Linked DNA regions of Sus scrofa: region 2 is linked to region 1. A link is a contact called in public HiChIP or PLAC-seq data. All regions are on one chromosome and are shown on one strand. Each heading gives the region's core, a stretch centred on a gene start, on an enhancer-like site or on the middle of the called end of the contact. The rest is flanking DNA. Distances are from core to core; before and after follow the strand shown.

The links. HiChIP or PLAC-seq counts read pairs in DNA pulled down with a chosen protein or histone mark.
Region 2: an H3K27ac HiChIP or PLAC-seq map of skeletal muscle shows a contact between it and region 1. The contact joins two enhancer-like sites. A contact is called at or near these places in 3 of 47 Hi-C or Micro-C datasets (embryonic fibroblasts, retroperitoneal adipose tissue and undifferentiated spermatogonia) and 2 of 2 datasets of contacts at active chromatin or transcription factors (alveolar macrophages and skeletal muscle).

The regions. Positions count from the first base shown.
Region 1 is chr6:36,107,767-36,114,913 of Sscrofa11.1, reverse strand. No RefSeq gene overlaps it. Among named protein-coding and RNA genes, the nearest start is that of N4BP1, 11 kb to the left of the region's middle. Within about 2 kb of position 4,088, at least 47 of the 83 cell types and tissues checked have an H3K27ac peak or open chromatin away from gene starts, as enhancers often do. A contact at or near this core is called in skeletal muscle, where this site is marked.
Region 2 is chr6:36,327,776-36,334,922 of Sscrofa11.1, reverse strand. No RefSeq gene overlaps it. Among named protein-coding and RNA genes, the nearest start is that of SIAH1, 6.4 kb to the left of the region's middle. Within about 2 kb of position 4,517, at least 13 of the 83 cell types and tissues checked have an H3K27ac peak or open chromatin away from gene starts, as enhancers often do. A contact at or near this core is called in skeletal muscle, where this site is marked.

The DNA of each region.
Region 1 (7,147 bases), core at 2,839-5,338:
CATAACCAATTGACAGGCCAACAGAGGAACCAGAAATTTATTATTTATTTATTTATTTATTTATGGCCGCACCTGCAGCATATGGAGACTCCCAGGCTAGGGGTCGAATCAGAGCTGCAGCTGCCAGCCTACATCACAGCCACAGCCATGCAGGATCTGTGCTGCATCTGTGACCTCTGCCACAGCTTGTGGCAATGCCAGATCTTTAACCCACTCACGGACACCATGATGAGTCACAACGGGAACTCGACATTTAGTGATAACGGATCATGTGGACTAGAAGCTGTGGCTTTACTCATGAACTAGACGGAGTCCAGTGACTGGCATAGTTAGACCCCCTCAGGCCTTCTCTTCTTTCCGTCCCTCCAGTGCAGGTGGGGAAGCCCCTTTTCTGAGTGGAGAGCAGGCAAGAACTTGCTGTCTGAAGAAAGCCTGGCTCCCCCAGAGAAGGAGGCTGAGCTAAGCATCCCCCCACGGCTTCCCCAACCTCCTTTATCAGATGACTCAACCCTGCCTCGGAGAACAGGGGGCAATGGGTGGGGAGACAGGCTGAGAGAGAGGTGGTCTGGCTGGTCTCCCTCTGAGGTAGGAGGTAGATGGGCCCCTGGGCTGAGAACAGCTGGGACCCAATGGGCTGAGTAAATTGGGTCTTGCTCCCCTTTGACACGTCAAGGAAAAAGTTATTGGCAGGAGCTGAGCTCTGCCGGAGTAGAAAGATAAAATGATCACTTCAGGAGTTCCTGTCATGGCTCCGTGGAGACGAATCTCACGAGCATCCATGAGGACGCAGGTTTGATCCCAGGCCTTGCTCAGTGGGTTGAGGATCCGGCGTTGCCGTGAGCTGTGTGGTGTAGGTCACAGATGCGGCTTGGATCCTGAGTTGCTGTGGCTGTGGTGTAGGCCAGTGGCTACAGCTCTGATTCAACCCCTAGCCTGGGAACCTCCATATGCTGTGGGTGCAGCCCTCGAAAGACAAAAAACAAACACCTGTTGTCACAGTCTTTGCTTCCTTGAAACTTTCTGGATTTCAGCAGGGGGCAAGAATCAGGGCAACTCTGTTTTTAGCCTCTGGTCAGTCTAGTGCCAGGATTCCTGGTTTTCAACCAGGCTGTCCAGGTTAAGTTCCTGAGCAGAAAATCAAGATCTTGCTTCAAGCCATTGCTCATTGCTGTCTCTCAGAGATCACCTGCAACGGAAAGATGAAGAATAGAGAAAAAGCGCATCCCCACCGCAATGAGGATTCTGCAAAGGAAAAGCTGTGTTTATGCCACTTTACAAACAGCTGGCCAGGGACGGCCCCTCTGAGGGGCTGACGTGTGAGCAGAGATCTGGATGGGGAGGTGGGGGGACATGTAGAGAAGAGCTTCGGGGCAGAGAGCGTGGTTAGTGTGTTTGCAGAGCCCCGAGGAGGCCCATGTGCCTGGAGCTGGAGCTGGAGCTGGGGGGTGAGGAGAGGCGAAGGGGGGTTTTGAGGTTGAGAGGAGGGCAGGAGCCAGAGCCAGGGGGCCTGATGGACCTGGGAAAGACGTCAGACTTTATTTTACATAGACGGGGAGTTATCAGAAGGTGGTAAGGTCCCCAAATCCCAGAGGCAAGGGCTTGGGCTTCAGCATCCTGGTAGTCTGGTTTCCTGTTTGTGGAGAGGGCGTGGTTGAGTCTGGGTGGAGGGGCGGGGTGGGGGGGCGCGGCGGTGGCTCATGTGACAGATGAGTTTGTGGAGCTGGAGGGGAGACCAGCTCAGCCTCACGCACTGCAGTCGGGTCTGGGCACCTGGCTGCGCACAGCCGCCTTCAAAACAAAACAGCCCAAGGACAGGCATCGGCTTGGTGGGACCTCTGGGCTGAGTCACGTGGGCGGTGGAGTTTTAGACAACAAGCTTCACCGGAGTGTCTACAAGGCTCCGAGCATTCTCTAGACACGGGGTGGGAGAGAGGACAGCGATGGCTAAGGTGAGCTCTGCTTGTCTTCCTGGAGGAGAAGGAAGTTGTGATGTCTTCAGAGTGAAAGAGAGGAGCTGTCACCACCACAGGGAGAGCTGAGGGGCACTGAGAAGGCGCAGAGACCGCACTCGAGAAGGGGATTGGCTGAAGGTGCTGTGGCCGGAAGATATGCTATACAAGCTGTATAAACATCTGTGTATGTTATATGCACCGCTTTTGCAAATACTCCTTTCATGCTTAACCCTATGTGAGAAGCTGGGCTATGCACACAGCACTTCCAACAGAAAGTCTTCTGCAGGAGTTCCAATCGTGACTCAGTGGAAATGAATCTGACTAGTATCCATGAGAACGTGGGTTTGACCCCTAGCCTTGCTCAGTGGGTTATGGATCCGGTGTTGCCATGAGCTGTGGTCTAGGTTGCAGAAGCAGCTCGGATCCCGAGTTCTGATGGCTGTGGTGTAGGCGGGCAGCTGTAGCTCAGATTCGACCCCTAGCCTGGGAACCTCCATATGCTGTGGGTGTGACCCTAAAAAGACCAAGAAAAAAAGAGAGAGAGAGAGAGAGAGAGAGAGAGAGAGAGAGAGAGAGAGGAAACGTCTCCTGCAAATGATTGATGGGTTGACTCTACACAAACAATCCTGCTGAGCCCCCACAAACAACCCTGGGAGGTAGGCATCCTGCTCACTTTACAGATGAGGAAGCTGAAACTTAAGGAGGTTGAGGAACTTGTCAGAAGTCTCTACCATAAGGAAGAGGCAGGGTAGAGCTGGCTGGCACAGAGATCTGCAAAATCGAAGACTTCTCCGCAGAAGCAGAAGGGTGGAGGCCTGCTGTGGGGCCCCTCCAGCACCGGCTGGCTGAGGTCTGAGGACCTGCGCACCCTGAGATGCTATCTTGCTTTCAGGGCCGGGCAGGCTCACAGGAAGCCAGGTCTCCACCCTGTTCCTCCAGCTTCCAGAGTAAAAAATAACTTGGGCAGTTTCCGGAAGCATATGCATACTGCAGGAAGGACGTGGGATAGCAGTCAAGGTTCCCTTTGTTCTCTAAGGGGGCAAAACGCATAGCCAGCTCTCCCCAGCTCCCCTCCCCACTCTCCCATCCCCACCTCTCGCCTCCTCTCATTCTGAATTCCTGGGAGAGAATTTCCTTTGTGGCTCAGCAGTTAACGAACCCGACTAGTATCTGTGAAGATGTGGGTTCGATCCCTGGCCTTGCTCAGTGGGTTAAGGATCTGGCTTTGCTGTGAGCTGTGGTGTAGGTCGCAGACTCGGCTTGGATCCCACACTGCTGTGCCTGTGGTGTAGGCGGCCGTTGTAGCTCCGATTTGACCCCTAACCTGGGAACTTCCATATGCCGAGGGTGCGGTCCTAAAAAGCAAAGCAAAGCAAAACAAAACAAAACACAGAACTCCTGGGAGAGCTTGTACTGGAATCCCAGAGTTTTTCCTAAGTGTGGAAAGCACACCACTGACGGGATGGCAAACGATATTCATTGGGAAACAGCCAGGCTTTTAAGGAATTGTAATTGTAATGTGTTTATTTTCACGGTTCTGTTTTTGGCAAGAAATACCAGACTCCCAATCATTGTGGCAATAAAATGCTTCCCTTTTAATTGTATTTGACTTTTAAAAATGAGTTGATTTTAAGAAAAATGTTAACCGAGTAGTAACTCGGGTAGGGTGGAGATCTGGCCAGAGAAGAGGGATGAAAAGGACCCAAGTGCAGGAAATACTCAGCTCTGAACCCAGGACATCATCCTGGATGCAGGGATGGGCTCATAGCAGCAAATCTTTTTGGAAGAGCCACGTATGGGTCAAAGGGCAGCCCAGGCACCGGCAGGACAGAAGTCTTGACTCTGCCTTTCTCCGTGGGGGCCTGCATGAGCCTCCCGGCTCCCAGCCGAGTTCCCCTTTTCTGCAATGAGGAGGTTCCGGGCCCTTCCAGCCGACGACGCATTCTCATTCTTTCACTCTCCTGCCAGCCAGAGCTTAGACCAGGAGACGGTGTAACAGGAAACGATTTCACAAGCACAAGTCGCCTCGCTATCAAATATTTATCGCGCCCCTCCGCGCACGGGGTACCTCTACTCTCTCTAGGAAAGTCTTTTTATAAGCAAGGCTTTCTTGATCCAGCCTCCACAGCCCAGGGCGCCACCTGCTGTCCCCACGGCGCCAGTGCAGCCTCCGATTTTCGAGCCCCCTTCCCCGGGAGGGACAGGGAGAATCCCTGGGAAATCCGGGGACGCCGATCTTTTGGGAGGAGGTAGCGAGGCCAAAAGGGGATGCAAAGTAAATGGATCTCGGTGATGGGCAGAAAAGCCTCCCACGGATTGGAAGGGACCTCGGAGGGAACCGAAGGAAAGTGGTCAGCCGCAGCGCTGGCGTCCCGCCGTGCTTTTCTCTGACAAAAACGCTCACAACTGGCAGCTCCAGGCAACCAAGGGGACTGGATCTGCTCCCCAGCACAGCCCAGAGTGTGGAGAGAGCAACTTGGGAGCTGCATCAGAAGCTCAATAAATGGATGACGAAGCTCAGTAATTGGGACACTGCACTCTCTTTTTGCTGCTTTAAGTGGAGAGAGAGGCTATACAAGATTCAAGGTACAGAAAGGGCAATCCCCGGCCCCGTCCTCCCAACACACACAAGGAAATAGCTCCCTCAAGCTCTCTTAGCAGCCTCAGCGAGGCCTCCTCTGCTTCCAGAATGACATCTGCAGGTCAGTCGGCCTACCAACCCCCACCCCCAGAGCACCAAGCCCGCCCCCTAGTGGAAGCTAGAGCAAATGTCTCCAAATCTCCTTAAGTTTTGCAGCTGAAGGGTGGGGTGCAGTGTAGGAGCACAGACTCCCGGCCAAACGTGTTCTATCGCTTTGGTCTGGGTTGGCGGGGGCAGGGCGGGATGCATTAGAATAGGAGTGCTGTGGTCTTACCAGTAGGTTCTGGGGCGGTGGGTTTGGGGTGGGGTCCAGGAAGGCACCCTCCAATGACTCTGGCCCTCCAAAGGTGGCACACCACTGCACTGGCCAAAGGCCCTCCTTTCTCCAGGATTCTTCCAGATGCGGTGAAAAAAGACCCGTGATTGCGGGAACTTACTTTGGGAGACCTACTACCCCTGGGGCTTTATAAGAATTCTCATTCAGTGCTCACCACTGCCCTTTGAGTGGCGCCATCTCTCTGGGGAAGGGTTTTAAAGAAAGGGGAGACTAAGGCTTAGAGGATTCCTTCGCTTGCCCCAGACTCGTAAATGGCAGGGACCAGGTTGGAATTCAGCGCATTCTGATTTCCAAGCACATGTACTTTTTTTCCTATTTCCGTGACAGTGATTCTCTTGATTTATCTTATTTGGGCCTAATGATTTTAAAGTTGATTTTCAAAATAGGTGGTACAGGAATGTGGCTCAAAAATATCTAAAAAAGTGATGAAACATACTTAGTACCATTGCACAGCAATATGACTACATGTAACCCTCCTGACCCGCTGCACTGGAAAATTTAAAGATGGTGATTTTTGCTATGGTTTTTTAATCACATTAAAAAAAAAAAAAAAAGGCATTCAGGGAGTTCCTGTTGTGGCTCAGCAGTAATGAACCTGACTAGTATCCATGAGGCTGCAGGTTCCATCCCTGGCCTCTCTCAGTGGGTTAAGGATCTGGGGCATTGCCGAGAGCTGTGAGCTGTGGTGTAGGTTGCATGTTGCTGTGGCTATGCCCTAGGTTGGCAGCTGTAGCTCTGATTCGACCCCTAACCTAGGAATTTCCACATGCAGCAGGTGCAGCCCGAAAAGAAAAGGAAAGAAAAGAAAAAGGCATTCAGAGGAAGGATTCCCTCTTGCCTTTGTACCCTGTCTGTCTCGTGACCCCTCACCATGGGTAACCATTGTCATTAGTTTTATATGGATCTTTCACTTTTACTTGTTTATTTATGGCAGCACCCAAGGCATGTGGAAGTTCCCAGGCCAGGGACTGAACCTGTGCCACAGCAGTTGGATCTTTAACCTCTATGTCACCAGGGAACTCCTGGACCTTTCGTTTTTAAAAAGTACACACAGTAAATACGAATACATCTCCCCCCTCCCCTTTTGCATAAATCGGCATCTTATAACTGTATAGGATATCTTGGAGATATTTCTTTTTTTTTTAATGGAAGTTCCTGGGCTAGGGGTTGGATTGGAGCTGCAGCTGCCAACCTTTGCCCGAGCAACGCAACGCAGGATCTACAATGCAGCTTGCAGCAATATGGGATCCTTAACCCACTGAGCATGGCCAAGGATCGAACTCGCATCCTCATGGACACTATATCTGGTTTTTACCCTCTGAGCAAATTAATTTTTGAAATTAATTAAAATTTTAAAATTGAGATGTAATCAACATACAACATTATATGAGTTCCAGGTGTACAACGTAATGATTCAATAACTGTATACATTGTGACACAATCTCCCTAATAAGTCTTAGTTAACATCCATCATCTTTCATGGTTACAGAAATTTTTTTCTTTTTGTCTTTTTAGGGCCGTTCCAGGAGCATATGGACGTTCCCAGGCTAGGGGTTGACTCTTAGCTGTAGCTGCTGGCCTGTGCCACAGCCTACAACAATGTGGGATCCGAGAGGTGTCTGTAACCTGCACTACAGCCACAGCCACGCCAGATCCTTAACCCACTGAGCGTGGCCAGGGATCGAACCTGTGTCCTCATGGATTCTAATTGTGTTCATTACTACTGACTGAGCCACAATGGGAACTCCTTTTTTTTTCCTCTTGTGACAAGAATCTTTAATATCTACTCTCTTAGCAACTTTCAAATATGCAGTACAGTATTATCAACTATAGTCGCCCTGTTGTATGTTACATCTCCAGACATCTATTTTATAACTGGAAGTTTGTACCTTTTGACTCTCTTCACCCATATTCCCCACCCTTCTAACCCCCTGCTCTGTATCTACGGGTGTGTGTGTGTGTGTGTGTGTGTGTGTTTGTGTGTGTGTTTTAGATTTCAATAAATGAGATCATGCAGTATTTGTTTTTCTCTGACTCATTTCCCTGAGCATAACACCCTCAAGGTCCACTCAGGTTGTCACAAATGGCAGGATTTCCTTCTTTTTTTATGATCAAATAGTATTCCATTGTGTGTGTGTACACACACACACACACACACACACACACACACACCACATCTCCTTTATCCATTCATCCATGGACACTTAGTGTCTCCAC
Region 2 (7,147 bases), core at 3,268-5,767, 220 kb before region 1:
AATCCTTTCTTTATAGACATCAGAAGTTAGCCTTTAGGAGTTCCCATGTGGCTCAATTCGACTAGTATTCATGAGGATGCGGGTTTGATCCCTGGCCTCCCTCAGTGGGTTAAGGATCCAGCATTGCTGTGGCTGTGGCCAGCAGCTGCAGCTCCTACTCAGCTCCTAGCCTGGCAACCTCCATTTGCCACAGGTGTAGCCCTAAAAAGCAAAAAAAAAAAAAAAAAAAAGTTAGCCTTTAAAAAATGTCTATGTTTAGGGAGTTCCCGTCATGGCTCAGTGGTTTACGAACCCAACTAGTATCCGTGAGGAGGTGGGTTCAATCCCTGGCCTTGCTTAATGGGTTAAGGATCCGGCATTGCCGTGAACTGTGGTATAGATGGCAGATGCGGCTGTGGCCGGCAGCTACAGCTTCAATTCAACCCCTAGCTGGGAACCTCCATATGCTGCAGGTGCGGCCCTAAAAAGACAAAAGACAAAGAAAAAAGGGAAAGAAAATGTCTATGTTGAGTACTTAGCACTCCTGTTCTGTGCTAAGCAGTACACTAAGCCCTTGGCAGAGAGGGACATGGCAATACACCACCGTGTCCCCATCCAGGACCAGCACAGTGCCGGGCACAAAGCCCTCAGAATTTTTGTGGAGCATGTGAGGAAATGTCCTAAAAACCTCTGGCTGTCCTTGAAGTCTGTTTATTTATTTATTTTTTTCACTGTCAGAAGACATTTGATCCTTCTTTCTTGGAAGAACTGGCATTTACTGAACTTTAACATGTGTCTAAATTTACAGATTACTTACTTGCCTCCTTGCTTTATTTATTTATTTACTTACTTATTTATATTGTCCACGCCTGCAGCATAGGTGGGCCAGGGATCAAACCAAACCATAGCAGTGACAGTGACAACATTGGAAACACTGGATACTTAAGCCACTCAGCCACCAGGAACTCCCAGTTTTACTTACTTTAAAATTAACACAATGAAGGGAGTATCATATGGAGGAGGAAACTGAAACTCAGAGAGAATAAGCAATTTTTCAAGGGCCCATAATAATAAATGGTAGAGTGAAAGCTGACAGCCAGGTCTGCCTGGCTTCAAAGCCTTTGCTCTTTGCTCTATGCCTGTGTGTTTCAACTCAAGTCCACTGATCTATATATATATTTTTTTTTTGTCTTTTTTTTTTTTTTTTTTTTTTTTTTTTAGGGCTGCACCCGCAGCATATGGAGGTTCCCAGGCTAGGGGTCGAATCGGAGCTGTAGCTGCTGGCCTACGTCACAGGCACAGGCACAGCAACTCGGGATTTGAGCTGCCTCTGTGACCTACACCACAGCTCACAGCAATGCCAGATCCTTAACCCACTGAGCGAGGCTAGGGATCGAACCCACAACCTCCTGGTTCCTAGTTGGATTGTTTCTGCTGCACCACAACAGGAACTCCAAATCCACTGATCTGTAAGCGATTACACACGAATTCTTCTCCAGAGCTCTCAAGTCTTCGATGACAATTTTTAAAAATTTTTTATTATAGTTGATTTACAATTTTCTATCAATTTCTGCCATACAGCAAAGTGACCCAGTCATACATATACATTCTTTTTCTGATGAGAATTTTAAATTCAAGATTTTCATTTTCATAGTTTTAGAAGAAGTAATAAAGTATATGTTACATTATCTGGACAACTACCTACAACTGTCTATATTCATTAAATTAAGATGTAAGAGGGGTTCCCGTCATGGCTCAGTGGCTAACAAATCCGACTAGGAACCATGAGGTTTCAGATTCAATCCCTGGCCTTGCTCAGTGGGTTAAGGATCCGGCATTGCTGTGAGCTGTGGTGTAGGTCGCAGACTCAGCTTGGATCCTGCATTGCTTTGGCTCTGGCATAGGCCGGCAGCTACAGCTCCGATTGGACCCCTAGCCTGGGAACCTCCATATGTGGCCCTAGAGAAGGCAAAAAGACCAAAAAAAAAAAATTAAGGTGTAAGATTAGGGTGTGAGGTTATTGCTGGAAGCACTAAGATTACAAAGGGCTGATAGGAGGGGTGATCCAGCTGAGGATAGGGTAGAGGAGAAAGGACTTTGATGCAAATTTTTTATTTCATTTATTTATTTTTGCTTTTTTAGAGCCACACCCATTGCGTATGGAGGTTCCCAGCCTAGGGGTCCAATCAGAGCTACAGCTGCCAGCCTGCACCACAGCCACAGCAACGCCGGATCCTTAACCCACTGAGCAAGGCTGGGGACTGAATCTGCATCCTCATGGATACTAGTCGGATTCATAATCCCGATGAGCCACAATGGAAACTCCCTCATTTGAATTATTTATTTATTATTTTTATTTTTATTTTTTGTCTTTTTGCCTTTTTCCAGGTCCATTCCCATGGCATATGGAGGTTCCCAGGCTAGGGGTCGAATTGGAGCTGTAGCTGCAGGCCTACACCACAGCTCACGGCAACGCTGGATCCTTAACCCACTGAGAAAGGGCAGGGATCGAACCGGCAACCTCATGGTTCCTAGTCGGATTCATTAACCACTGAGCCACAGGAACTCCTTGAATTCTATTTAATCACGTATACTACATTACTTTAAAATTTTTAAATAGGGGTAATAAAAACTCTTTACGGCTGAGACAAAGTTTTTGAATTCTAGGCTTGAATACTTAGTGACCCCCCAGGCAAGAAATCTAATCTTTTTGCCTCAATTTCCTCATCTGTAGTAACAGGCCTCTCTTTAGGTTGATTGTGAAAACTGAATGAGTTAATCCATGCAAAACATTCAGAACAAGGCCTGGCTTGAGTAGACAGGGAAAAAAAAAAAAAAAGCCAGAAGGAGGAAGGCTGGCAGATGGAGACTGCGGTAGGCAAGAATAATGCCACCCCCACAAAAGATCCATAACCCTGTCCTCCTCCCCCTCTGAAACTGTGAATAGGTTACCTTACCTTGGGAGGGGGACTTTGCAGATGTGATTAAGGGTCTGGAGAGAAGATTATCTTAGACGGTCTCGTCCCCCTCTGAAACTGTGAATAGGTTACCTTACCTTGGGAGGGGGACTTTGCAGATGTGATTAAGGGTCTGGAGAGAAGATTATCTTAGACGGTCTCGTCCTGGTGCTTCCAGTGTAATCACAGTCTTTGTAATGGAAAGAGGGAAGCAGAAAAGTCTAATAGGAGGAGACCTGAGAAAGGAAGCAGAGGTCAAGATGCTGCCAGGAAAAGAGCCAGGAGCCAGGAAATGCAGGCAGCCTCCAGAAAGCTGGAAAGGCAAGGAAACAGAGTCTCCTCCAGATCCTTCAAAGGAACTGGCCCTGCCAACACCTTGACTTTAGCCCAGGAAGACTGAGTTTAGACTTCTGACATCCGGGACTGTAGGAGAATACGTTTAGGTTGTTTTAAGCCATTATGTTTGTGGTGATTTGTTGCAGCAGCAATGAGAAACGGGCGCAGACACACAAGAAGTCGAAGTCCTCAATGGATGTGGATTGAGAGAGAAGTGAGGGTCCCCTGAGGACAAAACAAAAACCAAAGCATCCCTAGGCCAGTCTGCCAACTGGGTGAAGACAGAAGGATGTCTGCTTCCTTGGGTTAAGTTAGGATGGAAGAGGCCATCAAAGCACATTGAAATTTGTGTTTACAGACACACAGTCTCCCAGCCTTTGCATCCCTTACGCCTATTGAAAGAAAGCAAGTGCACGTCTGCTAATATTTTCGGGATACTCTCCCTGCTCATTTGAAGACGTGATTCCCAGTAACTGCCTCTTTTTTTTTTTTTGGCTATTCCTTGGGCCGCTCCTGCGGCATATGGAGGTTCCCAGGCTAGGGGTTGAATCGGAGCTGCAGCCACCGGCCTACGCCACAGCCACAGCAACTCGGGATCCGAGCTGCATCTGCAACCTACACCACAGCTCAGGGCAATGCTGGATCGTTAACCCACTGAGCAAGGGCAGGGATCGAACCCACAACCTCATGGTTCCTAGTCGGATTCATTAACCACTGTGCCACTCCAGTAACCACCTCTTTGATAGTCAATAAGCAGCAGCTTCTCACAGTTCATTCCTTAATCAACAGAAACACTAATTAACCCAGCTGACTTTCCTGCACATTTCTTTTCTTTCTCCTTCTTCCTTTCCTTTAAAAAAAAAAAAAAAAATGTAGCCCTTAAAACGAGCCTGAAAAAAAGCACTCAGGCTTACAACATCACAGCTTTAATGAGCCAAGAATTCTATTTTTCCCCTATTACACAGAACAATAATTCTTAACAGCTTAAATTTTCAAAGCACTTCACAAGCATTTAATTAATCCTCTCCACTGCCAGAGAGAAGGAAACTGATATTCATCGTATCTCATCCTGACACCCTTTAACTTGGCAACACTTCCGCTGCCTTCGAAAAAGCGTCTGTACCGCTAAGGTTATTTGGGCCGCCGTTGCCTTATGGGTCCTTTTTACCTAATGAAACCTACTCATCAGAGTGGTTTAAATTGCCGTCTCATGAGGCCTAGAGGGGGCGGCGGGGGTAGCTGTTTTGAGCCTGGAAGAGAAACAGCAGTGACTCCCTCAGAGAAACGACAAAGCTCGTCTGTACCGAACCTGTGAGATGGGGCTCGTGATCGAGGCCCATTGCCAGTTGCATCAGAGCCCGGATTGACTCCGCGGAACTGGGGCACGATGCGTATCGGGAGGCTCCGGGACAAGCCGCAATTGAATTGCCCTGTGCTCCTCGCTTAGCCTCTGGGATGCGTGGGAAGCTTGAGGAAGCCCTACTTTTCTCTATTCAGCCCTGCTTCCTGAAGGTTTCACTGATAGGGACCAGCCTGGCTACCTCGAAGATGGAAGAACCGGACTCCACCGGCTGTGCTCCAGGGATGTGGCCTTTCCCTCCCCAGCATCCCACCAGCCGTGCTCCATTTACCACTGGAGGAGGCAATCTCTTACGTCAGTTAAGCAGTGGCCAGGATTATGTCAACTCCCATTTGCCATTCAAGGAAACAAAATTTAAGAAATGCCTGATGGGAGGTCCCTGGTTCCTGTGCTGTCACTGCTGTGGCCTGGGTTCGATCCCTGGCTGGGGAACTCTCACATGCCCAATGTAACCAAAACCAAAACACAAAAAACAACCCCAAAATAAAACCAAAAAAATACATGGGAGTTCCTGGGCCAGGGATCAAATTCAAGCTTCCACCTATGCCGCAGCTGGGGCAATGCCAGATCCTTAACCCTTTGCCCAAGGCCTAAGGAGCAACCCACAGAGATAAGCCACATCATTAACTGGCTGCACCACGCTGGGAGCTCCTGAGAACCTTGGTTTTAAGTAAGATAAATAGCTAAATAACTATAATACAAGTATAATAGTGAAAGTGCCAGCAAGCTGTTATTGAGATAAGGCCATGAAGAGAAGGCACAGGGAAGGAAAAATGCTATTTGTCAGGGAGGGAGTTTTTTTTAACAGAAGCGGTAGCTAATGTGGCTCTTACAGGGTATGATTTGAACGAGCAGAATGGGAATGGGTGATATTATGATAAAATCAGAAATATATTTTTGGTCTTTGTTCCCGACAGAAGCTGCTGTTTTCCAGACCCTTCCATTTCTCACCCTGTGTTCCTCTCCACCTACCTGTTCCTTTTTTTTTTTTTTTTTTCTGTCTTCTGTCTTTTTTTTTTTAGGGCCCCACCCTCAATGTATGGAGGTTCCCAGGCTAGGGGTCAAATCAGAGCTGCAGCTTCCAGCTACGCCAGAGCCACAGCAACACTGGATCCTTAACCCACTGAGCAAGGCCAGGGATCGAACCCGCATCCTCATGGATACTAGTCGGTTTTGTCAAACACTGAGCCGCGATGGGAACGCCCCATCGAGCTGTTCTTTTGTAGCCTCATAATATCCATTACAGGGAGCTGGTAGGGGTAAATAAAGGCAACTTTCCTAAGTTCTGTGAGCCATTTTAACAGATCATCACATCAGAAAGGAAGAGGATTGTGGGATCCTCCAACTTTGTAGCCAAGTTGATAGACGTGTGGGTACTCGGAGAACACAGGGCTCAAGACCGGCCTCTGAGGTGAGGGCATTCTCATGGGACTGGGCCCTTCAACCTGCGGGGTGATGCAGGCTCCCTTTTTTGGCCACTCTGTGGCATATGGACAGGACAGGGTACCCATCTGGTCTGTGGAGAGTTGAACTGGTTGTTGGTGTGGGCAAATCCCACACTTTTGGCGTCAGAAATACTGGGGAGTAAAAATAACTCAGAGAGGATATTCCAGGTCAAAGGATGGGGGGACGTGTAGCGTGTCTGGGGAACCAGAAGCCTGGCCCGGCTGGGGCCTGGAGGAGATGCAGCTGGTCAGCTTGGTCGAACCAGATTGTAGCGCTTTATGGGCAATAAACATTTATTGATGTGTTGCTCCAACTTATTCTTGCATCACTGTCAGAATATTCTCCAGATCCATGTATTATCTGCTCTCTATATTATTTTTATTATTATTTGCTTTTTAGGGCCGCACCCATGGCATATGGAGGTTCCCAGGCCAAGGGTCCAATCGGAGCTGTATCTGCCGGCCTACACCACAGCCATAGCAATGCGGGATCTGAGCCACATCTGCGACCCACACCACAGCTCATGGCAATGCCAGATCCTTAACCCACTGAGCGAGGCCAGGGAGCGAACCCACAACCTCATGGTTCCTAGTCGGATTCGTTTCCACTGCTCCACGATGGGAACGCCTCTATATTATTTTTAAATTAATTCACTGTTTATTGTTGAAATGTAATGAACAGTCTACATTTCAACAATGGGGTTAGCAAATGGTTCCATGGATCAAATCTAGCCCACCATCTGTTCTTGTACAATCCACCAGCTAAGAATAGTTTTTCATTTTTTTTTTCCCCTTTTTTGGCCACCCTGCGGCATATGGAGTTCCTGGGCCAGGGATCAGATTCAAGCCACAGTTGCAATCTGTGCTGGGATGGGGGTGGAACCTACGCCCAGGCACTGCAGAGATGCCATCAATCCTGTTGCGCCATAGCAGGAACGCCCACTTTTTTTTTTTTTTGCTGCACCGTAGCATATGGAAGTTCCTGGGCCAGGGATTAAACCTGAGCTACATTTGTGACCTGTACCACAGCTGCTGCAACATCTGACCCTTAACCCACTGCGCCACATGAG